7 separate regions of the Mus musculus genome follow, and all the other regions are linked to region 7. A link is a contact called in public promoter capture Hi-C data. All regions are on one chromosome and are shown on one strand. Each heading gives the region's core, a stretch centred on a gene start, on an enhancer-like site or on the middle of the called end of the contact. The rest is flanking DNA. Distances are from core to core; before and after follow the strand shown.

Region 1 (3,022 bases), core at 427-2,926, 1.2 Mb before region 7:
TCCTAAATCAGAAGGATGTGGGTAAATGGTTTGACCCTGGTAACAACTATTCACATAAGAATGTCAGCATGCTTCATCCAAGGACAGAAGTTAGGCATCTTTTACTTTTTAAAAAAGTTACCACATTTAGTCATTTATTCTTCAGTTGCATGTGTGAACGTGTGTGCGTATACGTGTGTGTATGTGGTGGTGTGGTTGTGAACGTGCGTGTGTATACGTGTGTGTATGTGGTGGTGTGGTTGTGAACGTGCGTGTGTATACGTGTGTGTATGTGGTGGTGTGGTTGTGAACGTGCGTGTGTATACGTGTGTGTATGTGGTGGTGTGGTTGTGAACGTGCGTGTGTATACGTGTGTGTATGTGGTGGTGTGGTTGTGAACGTGCGTGTGTATACGTGTGTGTATGTGGTGGTGTGGTTGTGGTTAGAGGATGACTTTGAGAATCTACTTTTTCTTTCCACCATGTGGGTTCCCAGGGACTGCACTCAGGTCATCAGTCTTGGCAGCAACTATTTTTAGCTGTTCAGCCATCTTTTTGGTCCTCAGATATCTTTTAGATGAAATATCCTATTTCACACACAGACACACACACACAGTATAAAACTTTCTTTTCTTTTTTAAATTTGTTTATTTATTATATGTAAGTACACTGTAGTTGTCTTCAGACACCCCAGAAGAGGGCATCAGATCTCATTACAGATGGTTGTGAGCCACCATGTGGTTGCTGGGATTTGAACTCAGGACCTTTAGAAGAGCAGTCAGTGCTCTTAACCGCTGAGCCATCTCACCAGCCCCAGTATAAAACTTTCTAATGAGCAATCCTTTCAGTTTTTATTTTGATAAACCATCTTACCTACACTTGAGTTTGAATTGAATGTTATTTCACTACTTCTAGAATAGAAAAATGTAACATAAAATATTGTTGAATTATGACAACTAAAAACAAAGATGCTTTCATGGCATGGAACCAAGAATAGATATGTTATAAATGGTTCTAAGATTAAAAAAAACAAAACAAAACCAAAACTCTGCCAAGTATGGAGGTCCACTCTGCGGTTGGGGCAGGAGGATTACTTTGATAGCAAGAGTTTGAGACCTGCCCAGGCAACACAGTGAGTGCCTGAATCACAATAAAAATAAAAACAAATCAAAGTAGAATTTCAACATATTTTTTCTTGGGCTAGGTTATAAGAAAGAATGATTATATTCCCAATCATCATTGAAAATCTTCATTGCTGATTGCATAACCAGAAAACACAATAAATTTACAGGGTGTTGAATAGGCAATTAATAAACACTGCCATTTTAAAACTTGTATTATTTATGTATTTCTCATTCTCTAGTATGTTAGCACTCTTGGCAAATAAGTAAATTGAGGAACTATGAAGCAAACTTTAGGAGTATACAAGCTGGTTCAATCGGGCACAATAACCATTTAAAGAGACAAACAGTTGTTTTTTTTTTTTTTTTGAGACAACTCAGAAATCTGCCTGCCTCTGCCTCCCAAGTGCTGGGATTAAAGGCCTGTGCTACCTTTGCCCGGCCTTTTGTTCTTTTCTACCTGTTACTGAAATCACAAGTGTGTATCTGGAGGGTTCCGCTAGGGGGCAACAATACTCAGCGGTTTTGGCCGCGTTCGCGCCGAGGGGCGCTCCCTACCTTCCTTTCGTTCATCCTGATTTCCGCCGGAAGCGGCTCCGGCAGTTGTTGTTTTCCGATAATTGGGCTCTGGTTGCTTCGTGGTTTGTCCTCTTCCCCCTCCCCTGGCGGGTGAGGTTACCGCCGAGGAGCTGGGGAGTCAAAGTGAAGACACTTAGACCCTGGGAGCGAGATGGACATCCTGAAATCCGAGATTCTGCGGAAGCGGCAGCTGGTGGAGGACAGGAACCTGCTGGTGGTGAGTCCCGGAGCTGTGGTTCGGGCTTGAGGGTGGTGGACTGTGCTTGCGGTGTTGGCGGGAGGGTGATGGTCCTGAGAGGGTCTGGGGCGGGCACGGGGCTGACAGATCCGCCACTGTCCCGGGCAAGCTGCTGGCCCAGGGCTTAGCAAGGGGCAGAGTATGGATGTCAAGCCTAGTCTGGCTCACTTCGGCGGCGCTTGCTGTCCTAACCAGTATCCGCCGCAGGCAGAGTGATAAAACAGCATACTAGTCATTGTCAATTCCAAAGCATGTTGCAGAGTTAGTCGGCTTTATTCCTAAGCGATCTGGCACACGCCATAGAGTGCAGAGTTTGTTCCTCTTTGTGTGCGTGTGTGTAAAAATCTTGTTTATTAGTCAGTGACTTTTGACAAGTGCAAACACCTGTGTAACCCATTCTCCATGAGGAGATAAAATAGCAATGTCCACTTTCCAGTCCCTGCGTGGATTACCCACCGAAGCAACTTATTTATACCTCAGTTTTGCCTGCTCTAGAATGTCACATCAATAGGATGTACATTTTCATATGGAGCTTCGTTTGATTAGAATGTTCGGGGTATTACTTTGCTGTGTGTGTGTATGTATGTGTGTGTGTGTGTGTGTGTGTGTATGTATGTATGTATTAATTTTCTGAAATTGTATTCTGTTGTCTGAGTAGATCTGGTTACCCATTCTCCTAGGGATGAGTGTTTGAGCTGTTTCTCAGAATTGGTTGAGCAGATTCTGAGCCCTATCCCTTTGGAACCGCAGGGTTACAGAGTACATGCATGCCTAAGTCATTCAAAATGTTGCACATCTATGAGCTATGTCAGAGGCTGGCTAGTCTGCACTGTTGCCCGCGGTTTATGTTGCCTGTCTTTTTGGTGGAGAGGTTTCTGTATGGTTCTAAATCTCATCTTCTTGATAATTTAAGTAATTCATGTGTGACTTTTTTTTTTTTAGATACTTACATATTTTTTTGTGAAGTGTTAAAACTGCTTGCAAACTTAAATTAGGCTAGTTATTAGTTCTCCGGACTTTAAATTAGGTTAGTTATTCTCCATACTTTAAATTACGTTCGTTATTAATTCTCTGGACTCCTTTATGTATCCCACCATCTTCTTTGA
Region 2 (3,078 bases), core at 310-2,809, 1.5 Mb before region 7:
GTAGTGAAGAGACTGCATCAATTTCAGTCCAAATACATCTAGTACCAGTATATCCAAGGTTCTCAAAATGTAGCAAACATCCAACTGCCAAGAAAAAACCAGACTGTGATATTCCATCCCTACATGGCCTGCAGGTCTAACCACTGCTTTAGTCCAATACACACTAATCAGGGTCTTTCCCCATTAGTTTCTCAGTGTAAAATGAAGTTACATTATTAGCCTGTAGAGTTTAAGCTTGAGGTAAGCCTGGCACACCGCTGCTTATAAACCAAAAGCCCCACAGGCAGAATAACAGGGAAGGCCAAATAAACAACTATTATGATCAGCCTCGGAGGTGGCAGGCACTGAAAACCCTAAACCATTCATTTTTAGCAATTTCTAGGGCGAGGGGCCAACAGTTTGATGCTTCCTCCCATCCCCCAAGAGTCTGAGTGTATGCATGTATGTGTTTGTGTGTGATGTGTGTGTACACACACGTGTTCGTGTGCATAACTGCTTCCAAGCCTTGGTTTAGTGTTTTGTTTTGCTTTTTAGACCGTCTGTCACTTTTGGCCAGGATGGCTGGCCATTAAGATCCTCAAGTCTGCCGGACGGACGGTGGTGGCACGAACCTTTAATCCCAGCACTTGGGAGGCAGAGGCAGGCGGATTTCTGAGTTCGAGGCCAGCCTGGTCTACAAAGTGAGTTCCAGGACAGCCAGGGCTATACAGAGAAACCCTGTCTCGAAAAACCAACCAACCAACCAACCAACCAACCAACCAACCAACCAACCAACCAACCCTCGAGTCTGCACCTGCACCTCCCAGGGGGATCACAAGCATTTATCACCAGGCACTCGCTTCTGAAGTCGCTTTCCGGGAACCAGTTCAGTCCTCAGGAGACTGGGGACACCTGGCCCCTGGAGTGGGAGCTTACACAGCTAGTGGGATGGTGACAGACAGAGGGCAGGTGGAGATGGGCAGCTAGCTACCTGCTGGACAGGGTCCTGAGCCTTCTCTTTTTGGCGACTGGCGCCTCCTCCTGACCTCTGAGAATCCCTGCCTCTGCCGGCCTTGGTCACAGGCAAGCACCTGTGGGCAACTGTCCTTGGTGTTTCTGGATGCAGAAGTCAACTCAAAAAATGGCAAGCCTCTTTGTGATGACGTCGTCACCTTTCGCTTTATGCTTCCCGCTTTACACCAGCAAGAAACCACGGTTTCTTGAAGGCTCAAAATGCTGCCTAGAGAAGTCCCACCAGAGAGCCCTTCCAGAAGACGAGGGCTCTCTGGGGATGCAGCCTCCACCCGGGAACCCTAGGGATGGAGACAGGGAAGAGATGGCGGCGCAGAGGCTCTCTTATGTCCTTGAAGCCACCACCAGGGCGGAGAGGCTCCTTCGAGCCTGTGAGCCCTTCCACAGCCCAAAGGATACAATCGTTGGGGCCGAGGGTCGGCCGAGGTGTCCCAGAAGGACCTGCAGCCGGGCGCCGGCGCGCGTAAGATTCATGGTGGGGGCCAGCAGACGAAACTGCTGCGCCCAGGTCACACTTAACTTACGGCAAGGCCCCGCCTCCTAGTAGAGGGTGGAGTTCTGTCCAAGGGCAGGACACAGCGCCACCTCCCCCAGGCTGGGGGTTGGGGAGCTGGGGATGAGGGAGCGAGCCTAGGCTGTCTGGAGTCCTTGCTCCCCGCCGCTGTGTCTTTGTTCTAATCTGCAAGGTCCGAAATTTTGCGACTGGGGTGATGCAAGCCGAGCAGCCCGAGGCCGTTAGGGATCTGAGCCACCCTTTTAACTTGGTAGTTTTAATCTATGAACAACTAATCTATGTGACTAGTTCTCCCACTAAAAATTAAAATCATCTGTGTTATTCAGAAGAGACATTAAATTTAGCGTGAATTCATCCTAAAATATTAGAAAGTTTGGCTGTTAGTTTTTAAGAAGAGCGATCCACACGGTCTAGGATAACTTACATTACATTTTTGTGTGTGGTGGTGGTAGTGGTGATGGGGTGTGGTGTGTGTGTGTGTGTGTGTGTGTGTGTGTGTGTGTATGTATGTATGTATGTTTGCATCCTTGTTTGTGGAGATCAGAGAAATAATCTTCAGGGAAGTTGAGTCTCTTTCCACCACCTGAGTTTTGGGGATCGAACTCTGATGGTCAGGTTTGTTCAGCAAGCTCCCTTAACCACTGTGTATCTCACCAGCCAGTATAACATGTAAAATTTCTTATGTAGCTAAAAACTGTTTTCTTTAATCCCAGCACTTGGGAGGCGGAGGCAGGGGGATTTCTGAGTTCGAGGCCAGCCTGGTCTACAAAGTGAGTTCCTGGACCACCAGGGCTACACAGAGAAACCCTGTCTCGAAAAAGCAAACCAAACCAAACCAAACCAAACCCAAAACAAAACAAAACTGTTTTCCTAAAGTCTTTGAAATTCAACCACTACACATAATCTCAATCTCTTTGTCTCTCGGTCTCTTAAGAGAGTTACTTCTAGATTGCTTCTAGTTACTCCATAAACATGTTATTGTTTCTTAAATGCTTTCATTAGATAATTTGGTGACAGTGCCATAGTCCAGGAGAGACAAGCAAGTAACCAGCTGGCTACTTCCTGTTTTCAGGTTGCAGAGATTTGCCCTTTGTGCCTTGACCTTTAGGACGAGATTCGCTTAGCTGAAGCTCCCAGGGCCGGCTTGGTCATTTGCTTATCTCCCAACCTCATCTGTCCAGCCTGAGCAACCTGGTGGAAGCCTGACCATGTCCTGAGAGACCGGCTTAATTAGCCCACAGTTTAAAAGCAGGACTGACTGCATTCCCCCCCCACCCCCCACTTGGGAAATAGGTGTGTTCTTACTGCCCTCACCTGGTGCAAAATGGGAACTGCAGGGAGAAGGAAGAAAACAAAACTGAAATTAGTCTGAATTTGGGTCACCTCAAGCAGAATTGAAAGATTAAGACCGTCATTCTGAGGATGACTGGTTTCCCTAAAAAACAGAGAGAATTATGGCTTTGGGGCCTGTCTTAGGGTTTCTATTGCCGCCATGACCATGACCAAAAAAGGAAGTTGGAGAGGAAAGGGTGCATTCGGCTTACATTTTTACT
Region 3 (3,104 bases), core at 518-3,017, 1.2 Mb before region 7:
TGTTTGTGTGTTTTCCCAATTTGGAAATCAGTGTGCTTGACTTTCTTATGTGCCGTGTTCAGTGGAAGTTTAGGTTTCTGGGAGTCACTCTTGTGCATAGCTGTGGTTCGTACGGGTTGTGCCACTTTGCATGAACCTTATTTATGCCTTTCTTGGTGAATATAGATTATTATAGCTAGAGTAAGGTAAGCATACTTTCATCTCTAGGAGTTCCCATGGGGCGTATACTAGTCACACGCCTGCTTTGGGGACTTGAGAGTTTAGTTTGTCTACATCTGCTCATATTTGAAGTGTCTTCTGAAACCTTTGCTTTAGCAGGGTTACATTGTGGACTTAGTTTGTGTTCACCCGATGATAACCCAGTTGAAACACCTCTACTGTACATTTCCTTTTAGGAAGGCTCTAATCAAGACAGACTTCATGCCTGTTGTCTCCTGTTGAGTTTTGTACATTTTCTTGCTTAAATGAATTTTTAAATTCATTTAAAAATTGAATTTATTTAATTTTTATTAAAGAATTATTTATTTTATGTATATGAGTACACTATAGCTGTCCTCAGATACACCAGAAGAGGGCATTGGATCCAATTACAGACAGTTGTGAGCCACCATGTGGTTGCTGAAAATTGAACTCAGGACCTCTGGAAGAGTAGTCAATGCCCTTAACCACTGAGCCATCTCTCCAGCCCCTCTTGCTAGTTTATACTTATGTATACATTCTTATGGACATAGATGTTGTACTATGGCTGAGGCCAATTGTTGTGCTAATTGTTAATGGGAAGGAACAAATCTCATGCCCAGCTTGGATATTGATATAATCTTTTCAGCTATCTTTGAGTAGGGACCCCATTAAAAAATCATTTCATTTGGTAATCTTTTAAAAACATTTATAGACTTATTTTTATGTCCATGAGTATTTTTCCAGCATGTAGTTAAGCTTACTGCACTTGGGCAGTGCTTATGGAAGTCAGAACAGTATCTGATCCCAGGGAAGTAGAGGTACAGATGGTTTGAGTTGCTGCGTGGGTGCTGGGAAGTGAATCTGGGTCCTTTGTAAGAGCACCAAGCGCTCTTAATCACTGACTCATCCCAGCCTGTATGCCAATTTTAATGAAACTTTTTTTCTCTTTCTTTAACGGTGTCATCATAGTGGCATTCCTACAAGCATGGGATTTCAGAGAAGGGAACTGAATTTTTGCACTTTCTGTAAAATCCTAGTGTTTCGTTACGTATTCGTTCATTTGTATTTGTGTGTCTGTGACGTAAGCTCACGTGTGTGGGAGCTTGCACGCCTATGCACATTAGTGAAGGCAGAAGAGCACTTCCTACTCCTGTGAGCAGTCTCTCTCTGATTCTGGGACTCTTGTATGAAGCTTTGAGGTTGCTGCATCCTGACTCCCCTTTTCCTGTCTCATGTAGCTGTGGCCTTAACCTTATTCTCACACTAGTTGAATTTGGAAGCACTCTTAAGCACTGTAAGTGTACCAGCATTCTTCCTTAGCAGACGTGGTGGAAATGGCATTACTCTTTCCGTCTCGGGCTAAATCTTCTACTGTGCCTGCTTTCCTGCCCCTCTCTGGTAAATGATTCAGTTTTTATTTTCTTCCTCTTTCCCACAATGCAGTATAAATCTCACAAGGATGGACATTCATATCTGTTTTGTTTACTGCAGATGTGGGAAGAAAAAGAGCCATCAGGGATAATTACAAGATCTTTGACCTGAGCCCTAGGAAGATGGCACTTCCTCTAAGTTGAGGGTGGCCATTGGAGCATGTTTGGAGGGGGAAATCAAGAGTTAGGTTTTTGACATCTCGCTGTTGAAGAGGCAATAGGAAGTACAGATTGAAAGAAGAGCCCCAGAATGGATGGAAAGTGCTGGTGTCGCCAGCAGAAAGGTGACACAGCAAACCAGGAGAGCAGTGTGTTATGGTTGGAATCGGAAATGTTCTCAGGAGGCTTGTGTGTTTGAACACGTGGTCCCTAGATGGCTATGCTCTGTGGGATCTTTGGGATGTGGGGCCTTTGTGATATAAGTAGTTCACTAGGGAGTGATCTTTGAAGTTTATATGTGCCTCTTGTTCCAGTTTTGCGTTTTGTGTTCTGGTCAGCCAAGAATCAGGGTACGTTTACTTGCAAGGACCTGGTACTACCCTTTGCCTGCTAAACCAGAGTCAAATAAAACCTTCCCTGAGGTGGTTTCTCTCAGGTACTTTATAATAGTGATGAGAAAATACAGGGAGCCAAGAGTAAGAGAGTCCAAACAAACATAGTGGTGTGAAGAAGTTATCTCAGTAGAGTAAGGAACACTGTCTACATTCAGTGCCTGATGGTAAGCTGCATAAAATGACAAAAGGGAGCTGTTGGCATCACAAGGCGTCCATCTTGATGACTCGGCTAGGTGAAGCGGAGGGGAGGAGTGCATGACTGGAGTGAGTTTTAGGGAAAATGGGTACCAGAAAGAGAAGCAAAAGTAACCTACTACTGGCTTATAAGGATAACATCTTATAAAATGTGCTTCTACGAAGAATAAAAAACACCCATGTGCGTGCATGTGCGTGTACACCAATTATTCTAGAATACCAATTATTATCTACACTATTGCCTTGGCTGAATAGAAGTGACTTTGCTGGCAGTGTGACTTAGTGTAAACCAGGCAGTTATATATTATACCTCAGTGGCTGTCATCTCAGAGAGGCCAACTCCTTGCGCAAGGTCTGAGTGAGAGCCCCTGTATGTTAGTGTCCTTGGGAATTGGCTTAAGCTCCTCCCAGTTTAATGCTGCTAGAGTTCCTCACCCTTTAAATCTCTATCCTGTGCTGCTTTTTCTGATTCACAAGCACCTAAGACTGAGCACACGGATTCTGTACCAAGTGTGCAGGGCCTTGACAGAGGCCACTGGCTGCTCACAGCCTTCAAGTGGATCTGTACACTCTGGGGAGAGTTTTGTGTGTCTTTTAACAGTTATTCTGGGAAGTCAGGGACTGAATATTTTTAATATTTTCTACAGGATCAGGGTGTTTACTTTGTGTTCTCCAGGAATCAAGATAAAAATGAGAGTTATTATGTTGACATTATGTGAGAGGCAGAAGTAGGGGTGTGTGTGAG
Region 4 (3,050 bases), core at 61-2,560, 1.3 Mb before region 7:
CTCATATTAGAACTTGTACCATTACCTCTGGGGAGGTTGGGGGGGGGGTATCACCATTCTCGATTATTAAGGTGATACATTTTGACAGGTGTTTCTTGTCCGAGTTGGCACCATTTTTTAAAGACTCAAATCAGGAAGATGGACTCGAACAAGAAACAGAACCCAGAGGAGATACTACTCAACTTTCTCCTCCCCGGACAAAATAAACGCCTATAAAGAGTGTGCTGTACACCTGTTAGTCGGCAGGACCAAGCTGGATTTTTCTTTATTTCTTGTGATGCGACACTTGTCTGACTGGTATACGAGATAATCTTAAAACTACCTTTCCACCCAAATCACTCAACTGGAAAAGATGCTGTATGTCAACAATTTCTGCCTTGAGCTTCGATTCCCTAATGAGCTGATTCTTCTTAAAAAGAACAATGATCATCTTTTTCTCTCCTCCTTCTCTTTGCGTGGGGGAAGGAAAAAAAAAACGAAAACAAAAACAAATCCCAGTCTATTCTCGGCCTGCCGGCCAGGCAAACCCTCAGCCACCCCAGCCCAGCGGCCGCCGTGGCGGCGGCACCCCAGAGTGGGCTCGGCTCCCCGGTGTCATTGTTTGCTAATTTCCTGACGTGCCCTCCGACTTGTTTACCTTCAATAACACCCGGTGGGTCCCCCTCAGGCACAACTTTCCCCGCGGCGGGGCGTGTGCGGCCCGCGGGGGGCCCGGGTTCGGGCGGGGACGAGGGGGTCGGGGCGGGCGCGCCCCCGGCGTGGAGCCCGCGGGCGGCCGGGGCGCGCGGGGCCGAGTGCGCGGAGCGCGGCGCCGGCTTCCCGCCGCTGTCCCCGGGCCGGCAGCTTACCTCGGCTCACCAGTTTGAAGCTCTGGGATTTCCTGCTTCTTTTCCTCTCCGAGAACTCCATGGTGCGGGCAAGGTGGCGGCGCGGCAGGAGACTGAGGCGGCGGCTGAGGCGGGCTCGTGTCACCGCCGCGGAGCCGCCGGGACCAAGGTCCGCGTCGCGATCGGCGGGGGAGGCCGAGGGACGGGAGGAACCACCGCGAGCCCGGCCGGGGGTTGCGCGCCCGGGGCGAAGTTGTCCCCGCGCGCGGCTCCGCCTCCCCGGTGTCTTAGGCGACCCCTCGGTGCCCCTTCATGCCGCCTCGCTCTTTCCCGAACGCAGCCCGCCGCAGCCCAACTTTCCGTTGGGAGCGGGGCCGGGCTGGGGCGCGGAGCTGTGGGGTGCTCGCCGCGGCCCGCCTGGGCTCAGCCTGCGGACGCGGCCCGGGGGACGCGGCGAGCCGAGGGAGGGCGGCGGCGGCGGGTGCGGAGCGGCGGCCGGGGCGCTGACCTCCCCCGCGGGAGTAGGGGCCGCGCCGTCGAAGGGGGCGGCGCCGCCGGGACCCCGGGACCACCTGCTGGCGGAGCCCGGCCGCCGCCATCCCCCGGGGGCCGCCGCCACTGCTGGACTCGGCCGTGCGGCGACCCGGCATGGGCCGGAGGCCGCGCGGTTCAGCGTCCGGAGCGGCCCGGGCCCGTGGAGCTGCCCCCCCGGACGGACGCCGCGCTCTGCCCGGCCTCCCTCTGCGGCTCCCGGAGGCGAACCTGCCTTTAGAAATAAGCCAGGGATCGTGGCTCCTTGGCGGCCAGCCCTCGCTCTGTCTGAGAGGCGGGCGGTGCCAGGGCCAGACGCGGATTTTAGGCAACTTTTAAGAGGGGGTGAAGAACTTACCCATCCGCGCTCTTGGAGCAAACAGAGAGAAATTTGAGCATGTACTGCTGAGAAGACTATGGGATGGAGCGAACATCAATTCTTATCCCCACCCTGGGGACTGTAGGGGAAGTTATATGCAAAGGGGGTGCTTGGAATGGTGTTTTGGGGAGAGGAATACTAGAGGTGAGGAGTGCAAGGGGGTGCAGGCTCTTAGGGAAACAGTGGTCATAGCAGGTGCATAGACTCTGCCACTTGACGCAGAAATACCAAAATAATTGCCGTCCGCCAATGGCCATTGGGAGTTTTATGTAATCTTTTTCTCTGGGGAGCCAAGTGTGCACTTACTGTAGGCGCCATTTCTTACCACATGTTTTAAGTGGGAATAGAAAAGATTTTTTACATCACCTGGGAATGGTAGTGTGGAAACATGATCTGACACGCTTAAAAGTACGGCCTCCAAATCTACGGTTTCTAGACCAAAGTACAAAGGGGAAGAAGGGATGGGCTGCTGCTCCAACACCTTAGGAAGGTCAGGTTGCTCCAAAGAATGCAGAGAAAAGGGGGGAGGGGGCTGGGGTGGGCTGTCTTGATGAATGATTGAGGTTAGTTGCACTCAAATGGACAGCCGTTCAAAAGCCACTCTGATAGAACCTTGACGTTAGAAGCAGGGTGACTACCAAGGAGCAAGCAGTGCAAACATGCCTGGGAAATAAAACCAAAGAACCGGTGAGCAGCAAGCCAGCTGGAGACAACAGGATAGACACGGGTGTGGATAGACACGGGTGTGGACACCCGGCAGTGTGGACACCCGGCTGGCCGCAGGGAGACCAAGCGCTTCATCCAGCTCTAAAGCAAATCACTTTAAGAGGGGATTCATTTTTTTTTTCCTACTTCTTTGAGATTATGTTAGAGGCTGAGTCCTTTTCCCAGAAAAGTGTATGGAAGAAATGAAATTGTATTTGGTGAAGTTCTTTGATCTCTTTAGAGTTAAAAGATGCAGTGAAGGGTTCAGTATGATAGTGGTTTGGGCAATAATCCCACTTGTTTCTTCCCCCACCTCCATTCAAAACCAGAATTTTATAAACCTGAAGGTGTCTGGGATGTTTCTAAAGTAAGAAAACATTCTACACCCCATTCTGGGGCCGTGAGAGATAGAGATAGAGATAGAGGGAGGGAGAGAGAGAGAGATCCCTTGTCAAATTTTATTCCAATAGTCACAGGCTGAGTACTACGCTAATTGAATAATGCAGAGTAGTCTCGCCTTGGAGCATAAAGTAAGCTTTTATTGTGCTTAAACTATGATGAAATCATTGAAGGTATCACCCCAAGAAGTACATCCCTAGGAAAGATAT
Region 5 (2,977 bases), core at 185-2,684, 1.1 Mb before region 7:
AGAGACTTAGAGACTAGTCTGTTAGCTTAACACCATTTATTTTTTTCTGAGGATAGAGTCCAAAAACTTGTGACTTGCCTCAGACCATGAGGACCTTAATGGCAGTTATTGTGCCGGAAAACCACAATTTCTTGTCTAATATATGGCCTTATCTTAGGACTTGCCCCTTCCAAGTTAATAAGGTCTCAGTCCCAGCCAGCACCCTCTCAGAACAAAATTTACAACTGAAGTTAGCACTGAAGAATAATTTAAATTGAGAGTTATTTTGAACTACAAGCCAAACTCTGATATATGGATTTTCTAATTAGTCTTGGGGGAGAAGGGGGGGTGTCTAGGCTTGTCCGCCATAACTCATGACACTGTATTGGAGCAGTCCACATCTTTTGAAGAGGGGATATCCTCAAGGTCTCAGGCCAAGGAATTCTAAAGATAGACAAAGATAGTTGCTACTCAGCTCAAGGGAACTAACAGCCGTCTTTCTACCATGTGGAGGACTAGAAGACAACCATTCTTTATGTGTAACGAGCCACAGCAGCTTAACCACCTCTGCAATTCATCTGCCTGGTCAGAGCTGGGATGTGGGAGAATGTTTGCAATGGCAGTTGTGGGACTGCCAGCTCCCGTAACATGACAGAGTACAAACATGTTCATAGAAACTCTCCAGGGTTTCTGCAATAGATCATTTCTAGCTTTATTCATTTCCTTTCCCACTGATCACTTTGCTAAAGAGCTCATGGTACTTGGAAGCACATTGTGTGTGTGTGTGTGTGTGTGTGTGTGTGCGTGTGCGTGTGCGTGTGTGTGTGTGTGTGTGTGTGTGTGAGACATGTGAGCCCTTCTGTTAAACATTTACATCTATGGTGTAGTGAATGGTCAACAGGGGGCTAATGGTTAACACCAGCTGGGAGACTTATCTCATGTGTAACTCAAAATCAACCTTTGGCAGACAGCCCCGAGCAGGAGTTTGGTGTCTCACAATTTGATTCATTTGCTAGATGTAAGTTGTCTGTGTGGGGAAAGAGAGGTGGGGGAAGGGAGGAAGGAAGGCCTTTGCTTTCGCACAGCCCATTCTGCAGGTCCTGTGGGTGAACATTCCGTATAGTGCTCTGCCAGCTATAGCGAAGCTTTAAGCAACAGTCGTAAACGTGTGACCTAGTTTAGGCAAGTTCTTTCTCATTATAGGTGTCCTTAGGGTAAGTGGAAATGAGTGTCTTTAGGGTGAGCTTTCCCTTTCCCTTCAGATGAAGAGAGTATAAAACACCCAGAGTCAGAATGTGTCTGGCAATAGAGGAAAGGGAGCCAGGATGAGAGGCCTCAGACTGTGCACACAGAGCAAGGCTGATGGAGGAGGCTGTGCCGCTACTTCTTAGGATCCCTAGTTACTATTTACTGAGTGTAACAGTCACTGGACGCCCTCCCTCAGAGGAGTCCTCTAGAGAGAGAATAGAGGAACCAGACTCGGAACAGTAGGAAGACAGGCTGGCTCTCGGCTGCTGAGAGCTTGTCTATTCTCCAAGCTTTTCTCCCTTGTTTGGAACGTTATTTATTCCCAAGCAGTTCATGCCTTACATATAATTTTCAGACATATGGTACTGTATATTCTCCCAAGTTTTAGTTCAGTTCCCTACAGCCTCCCTGCACAGTGCGCTTCCTGTCTTCTACTTTAATACGTTCACTATTTCCTTATTATAAATAATAACCCCCCTTTGCATTTCTTTTTTCCAGGTGATTACACTGTTAAGATTTTGCTGGAACGAAACAGAGTCTTTGAGTTTCTGTTCACTTCCCGAGTTTCCCCAGAAAGCCGAGTCCACCACGGAGGACTAGACAGATGTCCCAGAGATCTTCCTGCCAGGTTCCAGCTGCCACGTGACATACAAAAGATGACTCTGCTTTTCCCTCGGCTGGCTTTTAGCTGGCTTCCCAGGCAGTAGATCCCTACCTGTGCTTTTCCAGCAGAGAAACAAACTGATCAAGATAACAAACAGTATACAAAGCCCCGATACGTTCCCGAGGCTGTGGGCTTTCCCTTGACAGAAGACAAAATGGAGAAGCAGGGGAGAGGTAGGAGGCTCTTCAAGAAAGAGCTGTGAGAGGCTTCCACTTGGCCACCTGCAAAGGCTGGTGCTGTGACATTCCTGTGGCTTATCGCATTGATAGTTCTGTGTTGGAGCCTCAATGGTTCCAGTGTCACCTGAGGAGGAGGGGCTCCTGCTGGGTCATTTCCTGAGCCAGAATCTTGCCTGGGAATCCAGGGTGGTGGCAGACATGTGATAATGTTCTATTGAGAGGGAATGCTGTATCTTTTGGCTACTGAAGCCATGATGTATGTATTTTGGGCCTCTTTCCCTCACTACTGAGTGAAAGGGCATCATTCCCTTTGCTCTTTGGAAAATGGTATAGAATGACAGAATGTGGTTTGCTGTAGGTGTGTACAGGCATGCATGCGTGCATTCTTCGTGCAGACGGACAAGATGGACAAGACGGACCACTTCCATTCACTCAGCCCTGCTTTATCTAAAGCGATGAAGCAACTTCAGGAGGAGGACCCAGGGCACTTGTCAGCAGCTTTATGGTGGCTTGGTGGCTATCCACTCTCTCTCGGGAAGATTGCCATCAGAGAATCTTGACATGCTCCAAAAAAACCAAAACAACAACAACAAAAAAAAAAACATGCAACGGGGCCTCCTGACCTGGTTCAGAGGGTTTGCTGGTACTTTTCAAGTCGTACCAAGAATCTCAAGGGAAAGCATTCCTCTGTGGTTAGGTTGAGAAAGTCCAACTTTTCCCATACAGCAAATGAGATGATTAGTGTTAATTATCATCGCAACAGCGCCTAGAATAGCCTGGGAGGCAGGCCTCTGGGCACGTCTGTGAGGGGCTGTCTTGATTACATTAATTGAGGTTGGAAAGCCTCTCTGTGGATGGCGGCCCTATTCCTTGGCTGGGATTCTGGACTGCGAATGGAGACAGGGGG
Region 6 (3,110 bases), core at 469-2,968, 1.5 Mb before region 7:
CGGCCAATAAGTGATATAAGTCTTTATCATTTTTCCAACTGTTCAAGACTGGTAAGTTTCAGACGATAGTTGTAGAAATTAGACACGCCATGATACGTGAGGGTAAAATCCTAGTCACTGTGGACTGTTAGGGAGACACGGCAGCGGGTCAGTGCTTAGCAAAAATACCCTCCTGTCTGTCCTCCACTACACATACTACATCTGTATGTCCTTCACTATTAATCAATTTAAAGACAATACGAACATATCACAATAACCCCCAACTCCGGGGGCTGCAGAGATGGCTCAGCGGTTAAGAGCACTGACTCCTCTTCTAGAGGCCCTGAGTTCAATTCCCAACAACCACATGGTGGCTCACACCATCTGTAATGGGATCTGATGCCCTCTTGTGGGGTGTGTGAAGACAGCAACAGTGTAACTTATATACATAAAATAAGTAAATAAAAATTAAACAAACAAAAAACAAACAAAAAAAACCCCCAAACTCCATGACAATTATGTCAACACCTGACCTGATTCCTCAAGCTGGGACTCGCACCCCTTTATATGGCTTAAATTTTCATTTATGAGAATATGGATAATTCACCTAAGGACTTTACTGATAATTTTATAGAGGTAAAATTTAAAGTTTTCATTTCACAAGTGCCCCCCCCCCCCCGCTTCAAACAAAACAAAGCACAAACCACTCTGAAACTAAAGAGCAACTGTGAGAGCTAACTGTCCCACCCACCCCTACTCTCAGCCCAGCCCCAGTCCTGAACTGCTTTTACTTACAATATCCAGCCACTGGTGCACAGCAACTGCAACCTGTGTCCCCAGGGGCTTTGTCAATACCAGCACATCCCCAGGTACTGCATTATCTGGCCTGCAGAAAAGAAAAGAGCACGTTCTGATCACACTAACGGAGGCGGCAACAGTAAAGCAAAAAGGGAATCTTGTTTAAAATAAACGTTTTGCAACAATTCTTCCTTTCCTGTGTGTGTGTGTGTGTGTGTGTGTGTGTGTGTGTGTGTGTGTGTGTGTGAATGCACATGTATGTGGGTTAGGTAGAAGCCAGAAGTCAACATTATCTTTAATATTTTCCAGCTTAGTTTTTGAAATAAGGTCTCTCACTGGGCCCAGGACTTACCATTTTGGCTAGTGAGCTCCAGGGACTTGACTGTGTCTGTCTCCCTGATGGCAATACAGGTGAGCACTGCCAATAACTAGTTTTTAAGTGGCTGCTAGAGACAAAACTCAGGTCCTCATGCTTGCCCCAAATAGATGCAGGATGCTTACTGGGCACGCCATCTGCTACTGGAGTAAAAGGAGCTTCCACTAATGAAAAGATGGCTAAACATGAACAATGTGCTCAGCTTCTCTCTTCTGAGCAAGATTATGGTGCTACTCACTTGTCACCTCAGCTGCCTGGGAGACTAGGGCAGGGAGATCAAAGCCTGCTTGACATGGCAGCCCTAAGGAACAAGTTAAAGGGAGAGATGGGGTGTGTGTGATGTGTAGAGATCTGAGGATGTAGCCAACAGCAGAGCCACTGCCTTCCACACTCAGGTCTGGGGTTCAACTCCCTATTATGGAAAAGCAAGCAAGCAAGCAAAACCACAAAGCAGAAGAGCAGAGATCAGGTCTGTAAACCCAGGCAATCGCCATCCGGGGAATCTGGCCTGCCTGTTCACTGCTGTGGAGTGGAACCTGGCAGAGCCTTTATGACAGGCAGGCTCTCAGCATTACTAACACACCCCACCTGACCTAGGGATTCTTAGAACTAGTCCCAATGACCTGCTCCAAGGTTATGCCTGGAACATTAGTTACAGCATCAAAATAACCAAACATAATTGAAACAGCAATAGCAAATACACAAAACTAACAGGAGGAGAGTCTGGCAGGAAACTTGAGCCTCTACACAGATCATGACCACTGCACTGTAGATTCTTTTTACATCTTTTACATTCTGACTCAGGTCAACATACTACCTGCCAGTTACTAATTAAGAACTGAAGTGAGGGTCAGTCGATGGCTTAGTGGGTGCTTGCCACCAATTCTCTGGACCTGGTTGCCATCAACTCTCAGAACCTGGGCTCAATTTCTTTCCTAGGACTCCCCAGGAGAGAAGAACCAGGTCCTTCAAGTGGTTTCCCACCACAGAAATCAATCAATCAATCAATCTAAACCAAATAAATGAAGGACAGGGTGCCTCTCTGAACATCAAACATGGAACGTGACAATCTATGTTGAAATCCATCTCTAAAGGATACAGAGAAATGTTTTTTCACCCCAAACAAAGCTTTAAGACTAGATGCTTGCCACCACTACTCATTAAAGAAACGCAAGTCAAAGCCACATGGGATGGCACCTGTGTAGGCAGGTACCACTACACTGGTTCTGAGCAGAAGGAGAATGGCATCATAAAACAACTTCTAGGGCTGGTGAGATGGCTCAGTGGGTAAGAGCACCCGACTGCTCTTCCGAAGGTCCAGAGTTCAAATCCCAGCAACCACATGGTGGCTCACAGCCATCCGCAACAAGATCTGACTCCCTCTTCTGGAGTGTCTGAAGACAGCTACAGTGTACTTACATATATTAATAAAATAAATCTTTAAAAAAAACAAAAAACAACTTCTAGAGGGGATGTGGAGAACTTGGGTCTGTACACACACAAAAGAGCAAAACAAAACTGCACTTGAAGGGGGTTTATAGTAATAGGAGAAGACAACTCAAAAGTCCACCAGTCAACAGACAAACTTGAGGTATATACAGACAATAGCTTACTAGGCCATAACAAAGTACTGTGGTGGTGGTGGTGGCATACACCTTTGAACCCAGAACATGGGAGCTGGAGGCAGATTGTGTGAGTTCAAATACAGAAAAAAGTTCCAGGACAGCCAGGACTACATAGAGAAACTCACTCTTTTTTTTTTTTTTTTAAAGATTTATTTATTTATTTATTTATTATATGTAAGTACACTGTAGCTGTCTTCAGACACACCAGAAGAGGGAGTCAGATCTTGTTACGGATGGTTGTAAGCCACCATGTGGTTGCTGGGATTTGAACTCAGGACCTTTGGAAGAGCAGTCGGGTGCTCTTACCTGCTGAGCCATCTCACCAGCCCGAG
Region 7 (3,153 bases), core at 213-2,712:
GGGGTCTGGGACATGGTAGTGTTCAACTTCTTATCTGTGTGGAAGCCACATAATGTTTATATAAGCTCATAAAGTTTATACAGGCTACCCTGCTAGGGTGTATGTCCTGTTCTGCCTAGGTGTTATCTCTCAGTTAAGATATCTACTTAAATACAAATAAGTAACAAAGCCAATTACCTGCATTCCAGCCTTCTTTTCAAGGAAGGAGCCCTTAATCCTTTCATGTGATCTACAAGGAAAAGAATTAGAAATCATAACCATGTTTTGTTTGATTTGGTTTTTTAGAGGATTTCTCTTCCCTGCAACAGCTGGGTTGTCTTTGTAAGCTTCCTACTGTGAGAAACTACCTAAGGCTCACCATTCTGAGCAAATAGATTCCCACAGGCCTTTGGCTCTTCTGCACATGACGAACCTTTCAGAGTAGGGAACAGGAACCACTAAAAAGGGTTAGACCCTGAGCTGATGAAAGCTATTCAAGTCCCACCTGGGTCAGGGGACATACGCAGGAAGATCAAGTGCGAGTATGAGAACCTGGGTGGGCTGATATGACTCCACCTAGGATACGTGAAGCTCTGCCCCACAACCTAAAATAAGTAAATAATAAAGAAGAAAAATGGGGGACACTTGGCCAAGCTTATCGACTGGTTGTACACACACACACACACACACACACACACCCAAGAGTATAGTGTGAGAAACATTTGTGTGTGTGTGGGGGGGGGGGGGTTAAAGGGAGCGAGGGAGGGAGGGAGAGGGAGGAGGAGAGACAGAGAGACAGAGATAGATGTACAGATCGATCTTGGGCTCTTGCCAAATATCTCCGGGATGTAGAACTTCTGAAACACGTGCCTGTGTGAGAGAGGGGCATTTCGCTCTTACCTAATGTCTTTGGGTGTAGACGTTCTGAAACGTGTTTTCCTTACTCGAGATAAACGAGAATTAGGGAAGTTTGGGCATGAGCTAATTAATTAAGCCTTACCAAACATACCCTCCGCTGGGACAGCAACCAGCACTTCTAACAGCTCTGCCTTACCACAGCGTCCAGGTCTGATTGCAACCGGAGCTGGGGTTAGGAGCTGGGGTTACAGAGGTGGTACAGACCAGGAGCTCAATAAAGCCAGAGGTTAAGCGCCAACTGGCATTAGGAGTGCTTCCCAGTGCCTCGCGGAGTCCCAGCCTGTCCTCCCCTCACCAGGTGCCGACCTCTGCCATTGCCTCTTCAGACCATAGCGCCCCTGAAATAGGTAACGAGAGGAGCTCACTCACCCTTGTGACAGTGCGAAAGGAAGTAGGCACGGGCTTTCAGGTTCTCCCTGTCGAAGCGGTCAATGGAGATGGTTGGATACTCCGCCATCTGTCCCTGGAAGGAGCTCATCGCACCCGGGAACACTAGACCCAAAGCCCACCTCGGAAACAGAAGCACACACTGACCCTGGGCGCCACTTCCGGGAACCTGCGCACCGCCTACCCATAGGCCGGCAGAGCTCAGCCACATCCAATCAAAGGACCCTTGAGGTAGGGGCGGAGCCAATGGGCATCCAATCCTGATCCAGCCTCCCAAGTCCCTTGGTTTAAATAACTGCACCAGCTGGGCACGGAGAAACAGCTGTGCGTAGTTTGTGGGTAGCACTGGCTGGTCATGGAAAGTCACGTTCCTGCCAGAAAGCAAGAAAAGACACCGAAGTGTTTGTTGCGCAATGCAGATCTGCCCGCATCTGTGGAGGAACCAAGGCAGGAAACGAAACACAACTGAGAATGGAGGCCAGAGAGCTTCCCTTTTCTTAACCATATTGCCTTGCATTTCCTCAGATCTAGTGAAGATCGAGTTCTTTTCACTTTTTTAAAAATCTTATCCCAATTTGTATTTTATAGGGTAACCACGAGGATTGGATGAGTCATTGCCTCTGACTCTTGGTTAGTAGATTCCATTGGTAGTTGCTCCCTCTTCTGTATTATATAAGCTAACTATATTTTGAAGGCTACAATTCAGACATAGATTCTTAGAGCAGGGGTGGGGGGAGTAAAGATTCCATTGATCTGCTGGCCTCCAGTAATCATTTAAGTTGTACTTTGAGGAAGTCAGAAGGATATATAAAGAGACAGAGGGAGAGGATGGGGGGCAGGGTGGGAAAGTGTGTAGTAATCATACTAAGATCCACCAAAGACTTTGTCAGTGGCATTTATTTTCTCCTTCCTAGCAAGTTCTCCTCAGATACTCAGCACTGTTGATCAACTGGAACCTCCAAACCCTGCTATGCAGAACACTTTGGCAAGCCTTGTGGAGGTAAACAGGAAAACTGAAAAGAAGCAGTGTCTGCAAAAACTGAGCGACTGGTTTTAGTACTGTGGGGAGATTAGAATGTTGCAGATCCAGAAGCGAATTATCGTATCTTGAGCTAGTTCTAGCCCTTGGGAATAGCCATCCCTTGTTTATCTCTGTTGGAATTAACATCTTGTGAGTAACAGATGAAAACCTTTTGGAATCTCCTAGTTTAGCAGACCACTATTTTCACCTAACCCAAAAATTAAGAACGTCATCAGATAGCATCTCGGGCCTATAGAAAAGCTTTCTCATCTTTGCTCTCCGATGTACACTAAATATGACCTGACTTAAGACTTTCTTCTATAAAACTGTGAAACTCTTTCCTTGTTGGAACATGGAATTTAGGATGACCCAAATCTCTGTTCCAGCCCCAAGGTTATTAAAAATGGCCCCAGAATAAACTCTCTTTTTCCCTTTAAGATGAGGTTTCTCGATCCACAGTGGTTACATGGCTAACTCTGATGTGCCATCCGAGTTCAGCACATTTGAAAAGCCACAAAAATGAAGAATATGACAAGAATATTTTCACAGAGGCAGAAGTGATCATGGGATGATGCCAGGAGTAAGCTCTGAGCAGAGGGGTCGGAATGCCAGGGTCAGAGAACATCTGGTTACTCTTGCAGTCATAATACCTGGTTCTATTCACATTCAGATATTCATAAGGAGGAAGCAGGGAAGTAGAGGGAAGTGTTCTGGATATACACACCAACTTATACATTCCACACAGTAGTACCGGTAAAGCCTTGGTTTTGTATAAGATGGTCTTTCCTAGACTACCGGAGGACAATTGCTGTGGATGGGTTGTCTCTACAGGACAATACATTCTGCAC

What was found. Promoter capture Hi-C pulls out the DNA fragments that hold promoters and counts their contacts.
Region 1: a promoter capture Hi-C map of liver shows a contact between it and region 7, with 9 times the contacts expected there. The contact joins the promoter of Prpf18 here to the promoter of Dclre1c in region 7. A contact is called at or near these places in 4 of 39 promoter capture datasets (embryonic stem cells, hippocampal neurons, liver and 1 more), 1 of 484 Hi-C or Micro-C datasets (cortical neurons), 1 of 115 datasets of contacts at active chromatin or transcription factors (pro-B cells) and 2 of 9 other capture datasets (adipose tissue and liver).
Region 2: a promoter capture Hi-C map of pre-B cells shows a contact between it and region 7, with 5 times the contacts expected there. The contact joins the promoter of Phyh here to the promoter of Dclre1c in region 7. A contact is called at or near these places in 4 of 39 promoter capture datasets (embryonic stem cells, liver and pre-B cells), 1 of 484 Hi-C or Micro-C datasets (B cells) and 1 of 115 datasets of contacts at active chromatin or transcription factors (astrocytes).
Region 3: a promoter capture Hi-C map of the HPC-7 cell line shows a contact between it and region 7, with 8 times the contacts expected there. The contact joins the enhancer-like site here to the promoter of Dclre1c in region 7. A contact is called at or near these places in 8 of 39 promoter capture datasets (3T3-L1-derived adipocytes, the C10 cell line, the HPC-7 cell line and 4 more) and 4 of 115 datasets of contacts at active chromatin or transcription factors (astrocytes, embryonic stem cells, large pre-B cells and 1 more).
Region 4: a contact with region 7 is called in a promoter capture Hi-C map of embryonic stem cells, with 3 times the contacts expected there. The contact joins the promoter of Bend7 here to the promoter of Dclre1c in region 7. A contact is called at or near these places in 9 of 39 promoter capture datasets (the 3T3-L1 cell line, cranial neural crest, embryonic stem cells and 6 more), 3 of 115 datasets of contacts at active chromatin or transcription factors (astrocytes, large pre-B cells and stem cell-derived neural progenitor cells) and 2 of 9 other capture datasets (embryonic stem cells and pancreatic islet).
Region 5: a contact with region 7 is called in a promoter capture Hi-C map of liver, with 2.7 times the contacts expected there. The contact joins the enhancer-like site here to the promoter of Dclre1c in region 7. A contact is called at or near these places in 15 of 39 promoter capture datasets (the 3T3-L1 cell line, 3T3-L1-derived adipocytes, the C10 cell line and 10 more), 1 of 484 Hi-C or Micro-C datasets (cortical neurons), 3 of 115 datasets of contacts at active chromatin or transcription factors (astrocytes, large pre-B cells and pro-B cells) and 2 of 9 other capture datasets (adipose tissue and macrophages).
Region 6: a promoter capture Hi-C map of liver shows a contact between it and region 7, with 4 times the contacts expected there. The contact joins the enhancer-like site here to the promoter of Dclre1c in region 7. A contact is called at or near these places in 3 of 39 promoter capture datasets (embryonic stem cells, hippocampal neurons and liver), 1 of 484 Hi-C or Micro-C datasets (CD4 T cells), 3 of 115 datasets of contacts at active chromatin or transcription factors (astrocytes, embryonic stem cells and microglia) and 2 of 9 other capture datasets (adipose tissue and liver).

What each region holds. Positions count from the first base shown.
Region 1 is chr2:4,650,789-4,653,810 of GRCm38.p6, reverse strand. It overlaps Prpf18 (pre-mRNA processing factor 18), which reads left to right and starts at 1,676. Exons shown (of 10, transcript NM_026045.4): 1 at 1,676-1,895. The coding sequence starts at 1,830.
Region 2 is chr2:4,917,477-4,920,554 of GRCm38.p6, reverse strand. Phyh (phytanoyl-CoA hydroxylase) reads right to left here and starts at 1,559. Exons shown (of 9, transcript NM_010726.2): 1 at 1,411-1,559. The coding sequence starts at 1,485.
Region 3 is chr2:4,615,119-4,618,222 of GRCm38.p6, reverse strand. No RefSeq gene overlaps it. Among named protein-coding and RNA genes, the nearest start is that of Gm13179, 22 kb to the right of the region's middle. Within about 2 kb of position 1,767, at least 11 of the 459 cell types and tissues checked have an H3K27ac peak or open chromatin away from gene starts, as enhancers often do. A contact at or near this core is called in the HPC-7 cell line, where this site is marked.
Region 4 is chr2:4,716,091-4,719,140 of GRCm38.p6, reverse strand. It overlaps Bend7 (BEN domain containing 7), which reads right to left and starts at 1,310. Exons shown (of 9, transcript NM_178663.4): 1 at 849-1,310. The coding sequence starts at 909.
Region 5 is chr2:4,508,363-4,511,339 of GRCm38.p6, reverse strand. The region is part of intron 5 of Frmd4a (FERM domain containing 4A); the gene reads right to left. Gm39751 (a long non-coding RNA gene) reads left to right here. Exons shown (of 5, transcript XR_865941.3): 1 at 1-997; 2 at 1,726-2,064. Among named protein-coding and RNA genes, the nearest start is that of Gm39751, 3.8 kb to the left of the region's middle. Within about 2 kb of position 1,434, at least 45 of the 459 cell types and tissues checked have an H3K27ac peak or open chromatin away from gene starts, as enhancers often do. A contact at or near this core is called in adipose tissue, hippocampal neurons and liver, where this site is marked.
Region 6 is chr2:4,894,444-4,897,553 of GRCm38.p6, reverse strand. Sephs1 (selenophosphate synthetase 1) reads right to left here. Exons shown (of 9, transcript NM_175400.6): 6 at 775-865. Among named protein-coding and RNA genes, the nearest start is that of Sephs1, 14 kb to the right of the region's middle. Within about 2 kb of position 1,718, at least 4 of the 459 cell types and tissues checked have an H3K27ac peak or open chromatin away from gene starts, as enhancers often do. A contact at or near this core is called in liver, where this site is marked.
Region 7 is chr2:3,422,440-3,425,592 of GRCm38.p6, reverse strand. It overlaps Dclre1c (DNA cross-link repair 1C), which reads right to left and starts at 1,462. Exons shown (of 14, transcript NM_146114.3): 1 at 1,267-1,462; 2 at 178-229. The coding sequence starts at 1,375. It also overlaps a transcript of Meig1 not described here.